Regions from separate parts of the Zea mays genome. Here regions 1 and 3 are each linked to region 2. Evidence: chromatin contacts called from public Hi-C data. All regions are on one chromosome and are shown on one strand. The core of a region is the stretch at or near the end of the contact, and the rest is flanking DNA. Distances in the headings are between cores, read along the strand shown.

The links. Hi-C and Micro-C count contacts between places; a contact is called where the count stands out from the background.
Region 1: a contact with region 2 is called in a Hi-C map of ear, with 2.6 times the contacts expected there. The contact joins the promoter of LOC100276351 here to the promoter of LOC103629718 in region 2. A contact is called at or near these places in 2 of 25 Hi-C or Micro-C datasets (ear and tassel).
Region 3: a Hi-C map of tassel shows a contact between it and region 2, with 4 times the contacts expected there. The contact joins the enhancer-like site here to the promoter of LOC103629718 in region 2. A contact is called at or near these places in 7 of 25 Hi-C or Micro-C datasets (bundle sheath, ear, leaf and 2 more).

The regions. Positions count from the first base shown.
Region 1 is chr6:107,815,428-107,819,959 of Zm-B73-REFERENCE-NAM-5.0, forward strand. LOC100276351 reads left to right here and starts at 1,874. Exons shown (of 4, transcript NM_001365198.1): 1 at 1,874-2,000; 2 at 2,083-2,220; 3 at 2,581-2,730; 4 at 4,307-4,532. The coding sequence starts at 2,091.
Region 2 is chr6:107,607,001-107,611,798 of Zm-B73-REFERENCE-NAM-5.0, forward strand. LOC103629718 reads right to left here and starts at 1,609. Exons shown (of 3, transcript XM_008650834.4): 1 at 113-1,609. The coding sequence starts at 200.
Region 3 is chr6:107,753,807-107,758,257 of Zm-B73-REFERENCE-NAM-5.0, forward strand. No RefSeq gene overlaps it. Among protein-coding and RNA genes, the nearest start is that of LOC118472224, 22 kb to the right of the region's middle. Within about 2 kb of position 2,860, at least 2 of the 20 cell types and tissues checked have an H3K27ac peak or open chromatin away from gene starts, as enhancers often do.

The sequences.
Region 1 (4,532 bases), core at 624-3,123, 210 kb after region 2:
CCGCTATGTAATATATCTAGCAAATGGCATGAACTAAAATATGCAGTTAATAAGATTCTGAAGATCCATCATGAGATCCTAGGAGGACTCATATTTTTGAATTATAAATATGCAACATATAAATCTCGTACCGAATAATACATTCCTGACGAATGAACACTCTCCTGTGTAGGGAGAATATCTCCTAGCTGAGATTATAGTTCCCAGATGGAACCTTTTCAGAAGAAGCAAAGTCTGTGTTGAACACCAAAGTTTGATAACCCCTATTAATGGATAAAGACCCATACATACCCGAAAAAGGAATATGATGAGGTACCAAAGGACTTGAAGTTCACCAAATAAGCACATGTGCATTCCATGAGTTTTACTCATGGTAATTTCCACTAGATGTGGAATTACGGTATCCTCTAAAGCCCTGATGGCAGAAACCTATAAGGTTTAGGTGTTACTGGCAAAATATACCCATTGTGCCAGAATGACAGACTATAATGATGTATCTGATCGATGAAAAATCCCTGATGGATTACGATCTTTGATGGACTTTTGTTACACCATCATAGATGTTGCAATGGATGAACGCCTGGAGCGATGTGTCATATTTAGAATATGTATTATTGCAACTATATTATCCCCTAAGTCCTATTGAAGGACATGTTACTTGCTTTGCACAACTATGTATAAATTGCGGTGTAAGATAGAAAATTATAGCACCCCAACCTCATCCATTCTCGTTATTCCAGATGAACAATGAGACATATATCTTGAAGAGTATGCTTGAGTTATGAGGGATAACGACTTAGACGGATGTCATCGTCAGGGGGAGCGAATGCTTATATTGATCACAATTGTGAGACAATAAATATCATATTCTATGCCCTGAAGGCATCAGCTTGATGATTAATATGTGAACCTTTATGGAAGTTTCTATCAAATATAAAGATCCAGTCGATCGAACACCATCAGTCAAAGTGGCTTGTTTATGTTGATACGTGTACTTACCTCGTATATCCTAGAAGTGAGTAGAGGTGAAGTTCCTGAAATAATCCTTGCAACAGTATGCAATCTGTTTGCTAAATCTCTATGTGCGTATACTTCCAGAAGAAGATGTTGTGCCATATTGATACGTTTTTCCAAGGATCAGGGGGAGCACATTTCTAAATTTAGCCCTTGTAGAAGATTCGATGGAATCCTGATCCAGAAGATCGAAATTTGTTCTGATGACATTTGTTGTACTCTTTTTTCCTTAGTGAGTTTTTCTGAAGTTTCTCACATAAGGTTTTTAATGAGGCAACAAAGTGCAAATGCAATTTGCGTCACCATGTACTCTTTCTCCATATTTTTCTCACTGGGTTTTTGGGAGTTTTAAAGAGTCATGTGTTGGTCGCGGTATTCGCCCAAGGGGGAGTGTTAAGTAACCCTAGTTAAGGTTATGTGGGCAAATACCGGCTTTGCCCCTGAGGGGTCTCACATATCTATATAAGGAACTTGTACACCCCTTCATATGATAGAGATCAGAAAGAGGCCAGAGGCCCAACCCTATATCATGTGTCTCGTGTGTTTCCTCTGTCGTGCTTATGGGAAGGGAGACGGATTCTCTACAGCTTCTTGCGCCTCTACTGCTGACGGGGGAAGGGAGCGGATCTGGTGATCCGTGGTAACGTAGTTCTCAACAGAATTCACTATTGAGTATTGACCTCCCTGTTCTCCCGGGCTCCCCTTCCTCCCACTCCCAAGTCACAAATGGGCCCTCGTATGCTATATATGGACCAAGAAAGACATTCAGTCCATTTGGGCCAGATTCGTCTACTGAGCCCAAGGAATAGAATCAATCAGTGTCTACTCTCTCCACAGGCCCAAAACGCCTCCAAGCCGTCCAAGGGTACTCGAGCTCGAGCTACACTCGGCGTTTACGGCGCCGGCGATCACCCACCGCGTCCTCCGCCTTGTCCTCTTTCCTCAACCTAACCCCCATCCAGCGAGGTTTCTCCGCTCTCATATAGGTGAGGCCCCAAACCCCCTGCCCCTCTGCGTTCTCTGCGAGCTTCGGATTGAGTGGCGCTGACCGCGTTTGTGGGGGATCAGAATCAGATATGAAGAGGGCGGCGCCGTCTCAGGAGCCCCTCGACGTTTCTTCCGGGGACTCCTCGGGCTCGGATTCCGATCAATTAGGCGGCAAGGATAAGGGCGGGAGCGCCTCTAAAGCTGCTGCAGGGGCTGAAGGTGAGAGCTCTCCGATGGTTTGCTGACTCTAGATCTGCTAATCTAATTGCATATGCGTGTTCCGGTTGCTGCCTTGGTATGGTTGATCGATGGTTCACTGTGCTGTGACTGTTGAAAGTTTTACTTGCTCCACTGGCCCTGAGATAATTGATTGGTCAATTCTGAGTAGTCTAGTCGAATATGAGTAGTCTGGTCGATTGTTAGTGTGTGGTCACATAGTTCTTATTGTTCAGTTTTCACTTTCACAATCGATGCAACATAGTCTATAGGATTTATTGATATTAACCAACTATACATGAAGAATCATTTATGAAGATTATCTCCTAATGGAGTGGCACTGACCATGTTTCTGGTTACTAGATGTGAAGAGGGTGGTGCTGCATAAGGAATCCCAGGACGTATCTTCTGATGATGACCTTAGCTCGGATTCTGATGATGATGCTGGGAAGGGGAATGCTTGGAATGCCTTTGGGCTGCCCAATTCCTCCAAAGCTGCTTCGACGGCAGAAGGTGAGAGCTAATGACTTTGTTTCTATGTGTTTCACTTGTGGATAGGACTAGGTGACGAATTGATATGGTTGATGTACTGTGACTGTTGAAGTTTGTGGATTGGACCTTAGCTGACACCTGGTTTTTGAGTATGCTTGTCTCTGGGTTTCACCTTTTCGATGATGCAGCGTAGGTCATAAGGCGTATATTTGCATTGGAACCCTACATGAAGACTACTGCCTATTGGTTCATGAATCTGGTCTTGTCAAATCAAATTTAATATGGAGAGAATAATCAAAAGCAAGTTATTGGATAGACTTCTTAGTTGATATTTATTTGCCTTACAAAAGTTGGTGTGCAACTGAAAAATAGGCTCAACAAGTTTCATTTTAAAATGGAAGAACAAAAGTACTTTAGGAATGTAATTACCATAACCGGAGCTCTCTTCGAACATGGTAGTCTTCATGTGATTGAGTGAACTCTATGATATGTTGGCTTGATTTCCATGGAATGTTGTCAGCTTATCCTACATATAGTCTTGTCCTTGAGTGGAATAGTTGAAAGTTTCGAGTTTCCCAAACTTATGGTCATCATATTAATACAGCAGCAGCTTGGAATTTTTGGTAGATTAGGTTTGTTGTTCTTTTTTACAGATTGTTATGGCACTAAATAGGCTCGCCTTTCCTGACCTCCAATGTTTTGCTTTAAGCTGCAGCTGCTGGTTTACCAGCCAATGCATGTATTTGGTTATCCGGTTTATTTAAGAAATTTGTTTCTGCATTTTCCCAAGGAATAGTTTGTGCTACCAAGGAAGATGCTTTTTAAAATATGGCTTTAGTATTTATTTTTTTTGGTTGCAACTTTTTTTTGTAACTACTATAGCCAAATCAATTCTTGCGAATAAGACTAAATTCTTTGATTTTAAAAATGTCCATTGAGAAAAAGAGACTATTGTTTCTTAACTTGGCACGTCTGAGACATGGATCGAGCTGCCACAGATCCTTGGGAATGATCTTTCTAATGAGGTAATGGGATCGTGCAGGTGCTCTGATCAGGAGGGCCGAAATGTATCAGCAATACATGAAGCGCATTCCGGTTCCTGCTTACCGTGATTCTGTAATCCCATTCACATCGTGGCTGGGACTCGCCGGATCGCTGAAGCAGCTGTATGAGCAACCCTTGCATTACCTCACCAATGTCCTCTTAAAAAAGTGGGACCAGCAAAGGATTGGGAGCGATGATGAGCACCGGCGTCTGGACGCTATCATCCACCCTGCCAGAGCTGAGACCCTGGTTTGGGCCACTGAAGAGGTCCATAGGCTGACCACCTCTGGCCAGCACTTGGCTAGCCTCTGGGCCTCAGATCCCATGTATCATGCTCACGTAGATCCCGTGTTTGCTTCCGTAAAGCTGGAGTAGCCACCGTTATGAATTGGGGGGTTTTGGTGTTTCCATGGTGTAAGCCTGCACATTTTGATTTGCTAAAACAGCAAGTACCAATCTAGTGACGCGAACTCCAGTCCAGATGACGCTTGTTCTGAGTATGATATCTTGTCGTTACGGTTCATTTTAACATTAATCTTAGCTCTGTGAACAGCAGCCAGGTCAAAGAAGAAGAAGAAAACCGGTGTGGATTTCAGCGCTCTGAGCCGGCACGGATACCATGGCGGCCCATCCGTCTTGACAGTTCGTCCGGCAGCGGAGGAACCGAACTGGTCCTGGTCCACTGGGAAAGACCGCGACGGCAAAGAGGACGCACACGCACCCGAGTCCTACGAGGAACGCGAGCGTACCAGGGCCGCAGTAACCGAAGGGGAGAAGTT
Region 2 (4,798 bases), core at 359-2,858:
AGGAAGGTGTGTCAGTTCATCAAACATGCATGCTTAAACTGAGAAGGGAACGAGGTGGGAAGTTCATCAAACATGCATGCTTAAACTGAGAAGGGAGATGATTATGTCTAACCTCTATGCGCGATGGCGACGAAGGGGCCAAGGGTGTCCGAGACGACGGCCAGCCCAAGCAAGAAGCTTACACAGTTTAACGGCCGCATAACTAACTGTTCAGCCCTGCTTGCTTTTTAGGTATGTCTGTCATTAAACTAACAGAAACGGAAGGAGAGGGAAAGCAGGACAAAGGAAGGGTAGTTTTATAGGCCTTCAGAGAGACATGTGTACTCCATTATATTGGTCAAAGCAGAGTTCCAATACCTCCTCTTTCTATTCATAGAAGAATTGTTGGACCTGTACTTTAATCCATACAACTAGGCAGGTCCCCGGCAATTTTTTTATTGGCTTAATCTAGCATATTCATTCATGTCATGTGCCTGGGAGATCTCAAAGTCTGTCCATTGCCATTTGCCAAAGATTAGTTTCCTAGGATCTCATGCACAGTGAGAGTGCTTCAAGGATTGGCAAATTGCTTGAGATAGATGATTTTGATCACAGTGTGGAAGAAGGGGCAAACTTTAGTCGCCAACTGGAGAGGGTGTCAGTAAACAAGGCCAGAACCTAGAGTTTCACCTCCCGTTGATCTTAAGCAACGCGACCATATTGAATCATCAAATTAGGTGATAATCTAGAGACAACTGGTGGTGGTGTGAAACAGCCGCCCTGGACAAGCATACTGATACTGTACCTGGAGAGACAGCCAACACGGTCTTCTGAGACTTACCAGCTAGCAGCATGCGTGCCATTGTCTCGGCATTGCGGTTTGCCTATTCCATTCCATGCATCTGAACGAACTCTGAAGTGGAATGATTCAGATCACTGCGCTGCGTCCTTCATTTGTTTTCCCCACTGACCGAGGTCGTCGTCGGTGATCTGTTCTTCGGGTGTTGGGGGAGTTTGTAGTGCATCGACCGGGGACATCACCAATTGATACAATGTCAGGTGTTGGGTATGTCTCTTCTTTGCTTTGCTTTGCTTTGCTGGCCAAGTGGCCATGGCGGCCCTGGTCCCTGGTGGCGTCGCGCTACAGGCGGTAGACACTGTAGCATCGTGGGGGCAGCCGCACACATACACCACGTCGGGGGTCACGCCGTGGCTCATGGCTGACCTCCACGCCTCCAGCTCTCGGGCAGAACATTGGCGCCATCGCGCTGCCAGGCGAACGTGACACGCCAGCTCTCGGGCAGAACAGCGGGGTGGTCGACGCGACACGCAGGCTGCCGCTTTCCGCGACGTCGTGGGCCGCGGTGCAGCTCCCGCGGCGGGGCCGGCTACGAGGTCCGATCTGGTGGGTCCACCCGGCAGAGCCGGCAATGGAGGAAATAAACCGAGGCAGAGGGAGCGCCGGCCTTAGCAAGGGGAGGCGGGCGAACGTGCGCCGGGGCCTCGGACGCCGCCGGACGCATCATTCGCATTAATTTTACTGGGGACTGGGGAGGCGGCGGCGGCGTCGAAGGAGCGAGAGAAGGGGACTGGGGATGCGGAGCACGAGGGCGTGCGCTCCGTCGCTCCGATCGTGGCGGCAGGCAGCGACACATTTTTCCTACTCACGGTAGCCGCGCGCAGCTCGGATCGAGGGTTGTACGAGTACGAGTGAGTTCCAAGGTTTCATTGGCAAAAGCACTTGACTATGCATATTCGATACACATTCGCATAATTCACAATGAGATATAGAAAAAATGGGCGACACGGGCAGCGAGATCCCGAAAGCAACAGTTTCACCTCTTTTTATCATTATAGGATTTAGCGAGAGCATTTCTAACAAAAACATCTCCAAGAGACTATTTATGGCTTTCTATTTAACCATCTATATACATTTTTATAAAAATTATACTCTATATAGCATCTCAATTCAACAGACTATCTATCTAGTTTTACTAGTCATGTGGCTATCCAAATTTAGCTAGTGGGAGAGTCAATTTGAAAAATCAGATAGTTAGTCAAAAGTTATTTTACTGTTGAGTAGCTAAAATTTAGTTTGACAAGTCATTTAACTATTCTATTGGAGATGCTCATCAATATAAAAATTAGGTGGACACACTCATACACATTTTCCATAGTATTTTGACACAAACAATTGGACGGTAGGCATTGTTCTTGCAAGCGTACTCCCCTGTCCTGAACTAAAAATAACTTTATGAGATTTAAACTGTATCCTTTAAAACTTAGCATTCTATAAATATACGGAAACCAATGTGAAAGCTGATTACGGAAGAATATAAACAATAAAACATTCAATTAGACACTAAGTTTAAGTTCCCACATCCACAAAACAATATCATGAAACAATATGCAGATGCTTTTCGAATTCTGCGTGTTTCTCTGCTTCCAAATTCTTCAAGAGAACAACGAGAAGGCTGAATCAAATCCTTCTCGAAGGCCCTGGCCGGCCAATGGTTATAACCATGGCGTTCACTTCCGCGAGTCCTTTGTTGTTCAGCTTCCTGCGCAAGAAAGAAGAAAGCCAGCAGTATGCCAATTGCCAAACTTTGCTTTGCGTAGGTGCAAGGGCAGAAAGCTGACCGACGTTCTCTAGTTCTTGATCACAGAGGGAACAGCTTGCTGTTCAGCAGCAGTCACTCCCGGGCATTAGGACCTTGCCGCCGGCTTCACCCATGCGGCCATGCCCAGCAGCGCAATAAGCCAATAAGGTCGTCAGTTGTTTTAGGGAAAAGCAATATGGCCGTTGAGCATTGGGTTTAAGACAGCCCAGACTGCCTGGCTGCTAGACTTTGATCCTTCGAGGGCAGGATCCCATGCCACAGTGCCACACACAGGTGCGCAGGTACTGTTTGGATGATTGGATCTACGAAGGGAGTGGTAACTGGTAAGGCTATCTTCGGCGCCTCTTCTATCACATCCCTCGTCCCACCATTTATTTTAAATTTCACCCTGCCACGCGCGACAACATCTTGTCGAGCTGCCCCCTCCATCGGGCGCGCCCAGTAAGCATAGAAAAAGCGGGCTAAACGGGCCGGTAAGCACGATTTAGTGTAAAAATAACAGGTTTCACGGGCTTAAAGGTAAACGGGTCGTGTCAGGCTACCACCGTGCTTAGTTTCCTGTCCGGCCCGTATAAAAGCAGGTTGGACTGTGCTCATACCGAGCCAAAAAACATGCTTCAAGCCGGGCTTTCGTGCTTCATGCTTTATGTACATCTATAAGTGGTGGTCATGGCACATTGGCATCCTGCTGCTGCAGCCGCAGGAAATGCCAATTCCACTATACTAATAGAAGGGAAAAATAAATCGAAGAACAACAAGTGATGATCGCGAAGCTTTACTTGCGGAAATAGTGCCGCCAATCGAAGTAGGCTAGCTGCTCATTTACGATTGCATTGGGTTTTCGTTACTTTATACCACTATATAATCCACAAATTTAAACTTTATAAAACTCATCCAACCAAATCACTTTCACACTCATAATCTCCACTAAATCCACCCAACAAATTGCACCCAAACTTAATACATCATCAAAATCAATAGTTCAGATCGTTGAATAACTCTTCCTTATTCATTCAAATCCAATGAACAATATTATTTGGATCATCCTTCGTCTCTCATCTCTTCTCGTCGGCCCCAGCCTCCCTCTCCCTCGCGTCCTCGCCGCCTCATCTCCCTCACTCGCGCCGCCACCACCGTCAACTCCTCTCCTCACCTCCTGAGTTCATAGCGTTAGTAAGGGCAATATGCTAGTGTAACTAAAAGTCAACAGACGGAAAAGGATGGAGCGAGGTATTGCACTAAGAAACCATCGAGTAGAGTAGTATGTACTCCTCGTCACCGTTCTCATCCTCCTCTCCCCTCGATGGATCCACATATAGACCGTATAGCAACATGATCGTAATTGTGCCATGGTGCCATTGGAAGGGTGACCAAGTGGCAACTAGTCGTCTGTTCCTACTTCCTACTATCATCGTAGTCGTAGACCCGGTTGCAGCGCCGCGTCCACCATACACCACTCTAAAACGAGGCAGAATATTTGTGGGCATAGTCCTTCCAAGTTCCCAAACACCTCATGGGCCACACATGCCTCAGTCTAGGCAACTTTTTTAGATGGCGCCCTAACCGGTGCCAATCCTTTCGTATATGATGTTTTCCTTCAAGTTGATTAATATAGTGAGTGTATGACCTATTTGAATATTTTGAGAACCCCAAGATTTCTAAAGATGGTATTCACAAGTATATTAATACCCTTAATACCTTGTTTAGCAAGGATGATTCAGATGTGTGTGTGTACACACATTTTCAGAATAGCTAAGAAGTCTTTGTAGGCACTCTCATCTATATTTAATGAAAAGGACACAACACAGATCATATAGCAGTGCCAATTGAGCAGTCATGTCTCTTATAACATCAAAAAAAATATAGCACTTCACGTCCGACCACACCCTCACAGCCTAGCGAGGTGAGCGAGTGAGCAAGTGTGGCATGATAGTCTCCTTTTCCTAACTTCACAATAGATGAACACTAAGTCTACCTTATAAGTTGTTCACAGTCTCCCTAGGGTAGCAATGTGGGATTAATCTCTTAACTCCTAATATCTATACCACTATATAATACACTAGTTTAAACTTTGTAAAACCTACCCAACCAAACCAAACCATCTTCATATCCATAACCTCCACTAAATCCACCAAACAAATTGCATCTAAACTTAACACACCATCAAAATCAACGGTTCAGATCGCTGGATAACTCTC
Region 3 (4,451 bases), core at 1,610-4,109, 150 kb after region 2:
ATTCAGTCATTACCTTTAAGATTTCCTCCACGTCGGTGGCAGAAGGTGTTCCAGCAGTTTCTTCTTCTATATCAGCTGCCTTCTGCTTCGGAGCCGCACCCTTTCTTTTCTTCGAAGCATCTGTCTTTGGCTCAGGCCTCAGCTTTCTCTTTTTTAGTTGTTCTTCATCATCTTTCACCAATTTAGCATCTTCTTTATTCAGAACACTGGCAATTCTCTTTCTCTTCTATCCTTCGGCGCCTCGGTCTAGTCGCTCATAGTCAGGATACTCAAAGTTCAGAGCATCCATTACTCGGTTTGACCTTCACTTCGGACGAGTGCCGAAGGCTGCAGTCATTAGTTGATCTTCTTTTTTAGAATAATTGCCAAGAATGTCGTTGCACATAACTTCAATTATGTCTAACCATTCTTGGCAAGGTACTTTGAAATGTTTCTTGAATTTATAATAGTAGGGTAACCGAACAAGTTCCCGCTTTTTATTTTCTCCCTTGAGCTTCGGTATGTCCCACTCTTTCAAAGTTGGGAACACTCTAAAAGCCAAGAATTCTTGCACCAGATCCCTAGTGCCAATATGCTCCGCAATAACTCGAAATTCGCCCAGTGCAATTTGGCTTGGACTCTTCGGTGTCATGTTGCACTGGGGCCTGGTTTCTCCGAAGATTAATTCCAGTGGACTTTGGACCAGCTTCTCCTTTTCTTCATCAACTTTGACGTAAAACCATTCAGTCTTCCAACCAGCTGGCCACTTGGTACGATAGCTGATAACTGGAAACTTTGTATTTTTGCGATAGGCAAAATTGTAGCAGCCGAAGTTTTCATGCAGCCCATCCTCTCTAGCTTTTGTTTGATAATAAAGCTCATGTACTCGGCAGAAGCCTTCGGCAAATAGTTCTACCCCCTGGCTTCGGAGGGCCCAGATGTAAACACTAAGCCTAACGATGGCGTTAGGAGTTAGTTGATGAAGATAAATCCCAAACTTCTTCAAAACATCAGCAATCATCCCATTCAAAGGAAATCTTAATCCTGCTTTAAAGAAGCTTTTGAACACTACCACCTCATCCTTTTCCGGCTTCGGAGTAATTTCCTCTTCGCCAAAACGAACCAGCTCCTTCTTTGCTTCACTGAAATAGCCTAACTTCATCAGCTTAAACATATCACCTTTGGTAATGGTGGATTTCCCAAACTCCAGGTGGCTGGGTTTAGATGGCACGGCGCTGTAATCATCTTCAGATTCAATTTCCTCAGCATCAACCTGCTCAGCTTCAGCGGCAGGTGCATCCTCCGATACTACCAGCCCTGACCGTTGCATCACTTCAGAGATTGGAGCGGTTTCGGCACCTTCGGCTTCCTCTCCATCGCGAGTAACCCTAGCTGTTGAGCGTACCCTAGCCATCTGATGATTGAATTTCTTGATTTTTTACGAAGTTGAAATTTTTTTAACTTTGCCGAAGCTCTTTCTTGTTACGAAGCTTGAGCAAATTGAATAGCTTCAGTTGAGGACGCAGTAAGCAAGCTTCGGCTATGGTCAAATTTTTGGCAGCAAAACAGTGCAATAGCAATGAATGTTGTGGTAACTTCACACCTACCCGTCTGTTTATATAGTGCCGCAGGTGGGAAGGTAAATCGTCAAGTCTTCCGCACCGGACAAACAGCCGCCTGCACCCACTGAACGGTGGGCCACAGAGCCCGAGAAGGTGAATCGCCAGGACGCGCGTAACTGCTGCATGGCGGGGCCACCTCGCGCTCGGATTATTTCAATCGTTTCTCGGCAACGAGCTCAGGGAAGGTGTTTTTCAGATCTTCGGCATCCCGAAGCCTAAGAGACTTTTTCACGGATCAAGCTCGTTACGAAAAACGATCTAGCACCGCGAAGTGGCTACTGTTGGGGGCAAGCTTCGTAGCCGAAGATCCTGAAGAAAGAAACACCTTCAGCAGATCCTCTCAAAAGCAGTGTCGAAGCTATCATCTATAAAGCTTCGGTATAGTGACATGTCTCAAGACGAAAGAGTGAACCGACCTAAAGATGAAATGACCGATAGACCCATGATAGTTTGTGTCATGATTGTAATCGATTGCAAAGGGCATAAATGTAATTTCATACAGGCTGCGCTCTGTGCCTATAAATAGATGAACAGTATCCCCGTACTGTTCACGCAATCTTGTAATCGTTTGCACGCGACATTTGGATTATCGCCTTCTGTCAAGACGAAGGTATAAATGTGATTAAATATTATATATTTGAATTTATATAATGAAATATATGAATAAGTTTATGTGTTTTGATATATTATTCCTTTTGTCTTATATTTTATATTTCATCTTTCATTATTTTGCAATTTTAATCACGAAGGTATGACCTTCGTGATTTTTGCTCTTGACATTCGTCTGAAGTTCATTATATCATTGGGGAAATAATGTTTCAATGGACGAAGGTCGTTAAACATTTAATATTTTATGTTGTCTTATTCTTAATTCGAAGTATTTAAGAACAAGTCCCTAACACTCAAAGTCCTGCCCGTCGGCGACGTCAAGGCTAGGACCATGTGGGCCACGAGGTAACCGACGGTGTGAACTGACAGCACCAGGGAGTAGACGCCCAAGAGTAGAACAAGTCCCTAACACCCAAAGTCCTGCCCATGACGACCTGGAGGACGCGGAGCAGCGGCACGAGCTTGTTGTTCGTGTCGCGGATGATGGGATCATCGGTGATGCGGTCGATGGCAAGGTCGACACTCTGCTAGACGCCATCGGCGGCGGGGGGGGGGGGGGGGGGGGGGGGGGGGGGGGGGACCCGCACCATATGTCACCATGGGCAGCAGCAGGAGCTTGCGTAGACCCATGACCCCTCGCTATCGTTTGGCTTCGCCATTGCCAACAGTGAAGAGAGTGGGGGGAGGCAGGTGTGGCGCTAGACCACGACAGCTGTCGGGAGATGGAGAATCCCGCGGAGGCTCCTAAACCCTACTTATCAAAGAGTATAAAAAGATTGTTCTATTGGCCAGGCCAAAAATCTGATGTTGAACTGTTTGTGAAACAATGCCAAATATGCCAACAAGCCAAACATGAAAATTGTAAGTATCCAGGGCTGCTACAGCCACTACCCATTCCTCAAGATTGTTGGCAAGATATCTCCATAGACTTTGTGGAAGGGCTGCCTAAATCAAATGGGTACTCGGTCATTTTGGTGGTGGTGGACAGATTGACTAAATATGCCCACTTTATCCCAGTGAAACACCCGTTTACTGTTGCCCAGATTACCAAGTTGTTTTTCTCACAGATTGTGAAGTTACATGGTTTGCCAAGGTCAATAGTCTCTAATAGAGACAAAATTTTCACTAGTACTTTTTGGCAAGAATTGTTTAAATTGAATAGCACAAAACTACATCTTAGTTCAGCATACCACCCTCAATCCGATGGACAAACTGAACGCATCAACCAATGTCTGAAGATGATTTTAAGGTGCGCAGTTCACCATACTCCTACTCAATGGGCTAAGTGGATTGATTCAGCTGAGTTGTGGTATAATTCTTGTTACCTCTCTTCTTTAAAGTGCTCTCCCTTTAAAGCTTTATATGTCATGGATCCAAACCTCGGAGTTCTGCCTAGTAATTGGTCTGCTGGTACTTTTGATGCTCAGCTCACATTGTAACAAAGACAAGCTTTCTTGGCTGTCATTAAGTCCAATCTGGCATCTGCTCAAAATAAGATGAAGTTGTATGCTGATAATAACAAAACCTTTCTACAGTTTCAGATTGGAGAATGGGTATATCTGAAACCACAACCATTTGCACAATCTTCTGTCGCTCATAGACCTTGTGCCAAGCTCTCCTTCAAATATTTTGGACCATTTAAAAACATTGAGAAATATGGACATGCTGCTTATAAGCTGCTACTTCCAGAATCAGCAGCTATTCATCTGGTTTTCATGTATCCCAATTGAAGCCACATGTGACGGACCATACCCCAGTCTTTGCTGACATTCCTCCTGCAGCTGTGTATGAGGACTTTTCTCCAGAACCTGAACTCATTCTGGACCGTCGTTTGGTTCGCAAAGGAGCTACAGCTGTACCACAGGTCCTGATCAAGTGGAAAGGATTGCCCCAAGAGATGTCTTCATGGGAGGAGTACTACGTCCTCAAAAATAGGTTCCCATCTTCATCCATCTGGGGACCAGTTGGATCCGTAGGGGAGGCGATGTCACGACGGTGGTAACTGAGGATTCATCTTCTTGTTAAGCCGGATGGCGGGAGACAGCATGTACAGGTTAATGGGCCATGGGCCGTTGTAATAAGTGATAGTTAGTGGGCTAATCCCTGTCTGGCTATATAATACCGATTGTTGTAATGAACTGGATATGATGAATACAAAAGAAACTTACCACCTCTCTTCTCTTCTCGTTCTTCTTTCTCTGCTCTTCCCCTTTTCTGCTTCTTCTCCGGTGATCGCCGAAG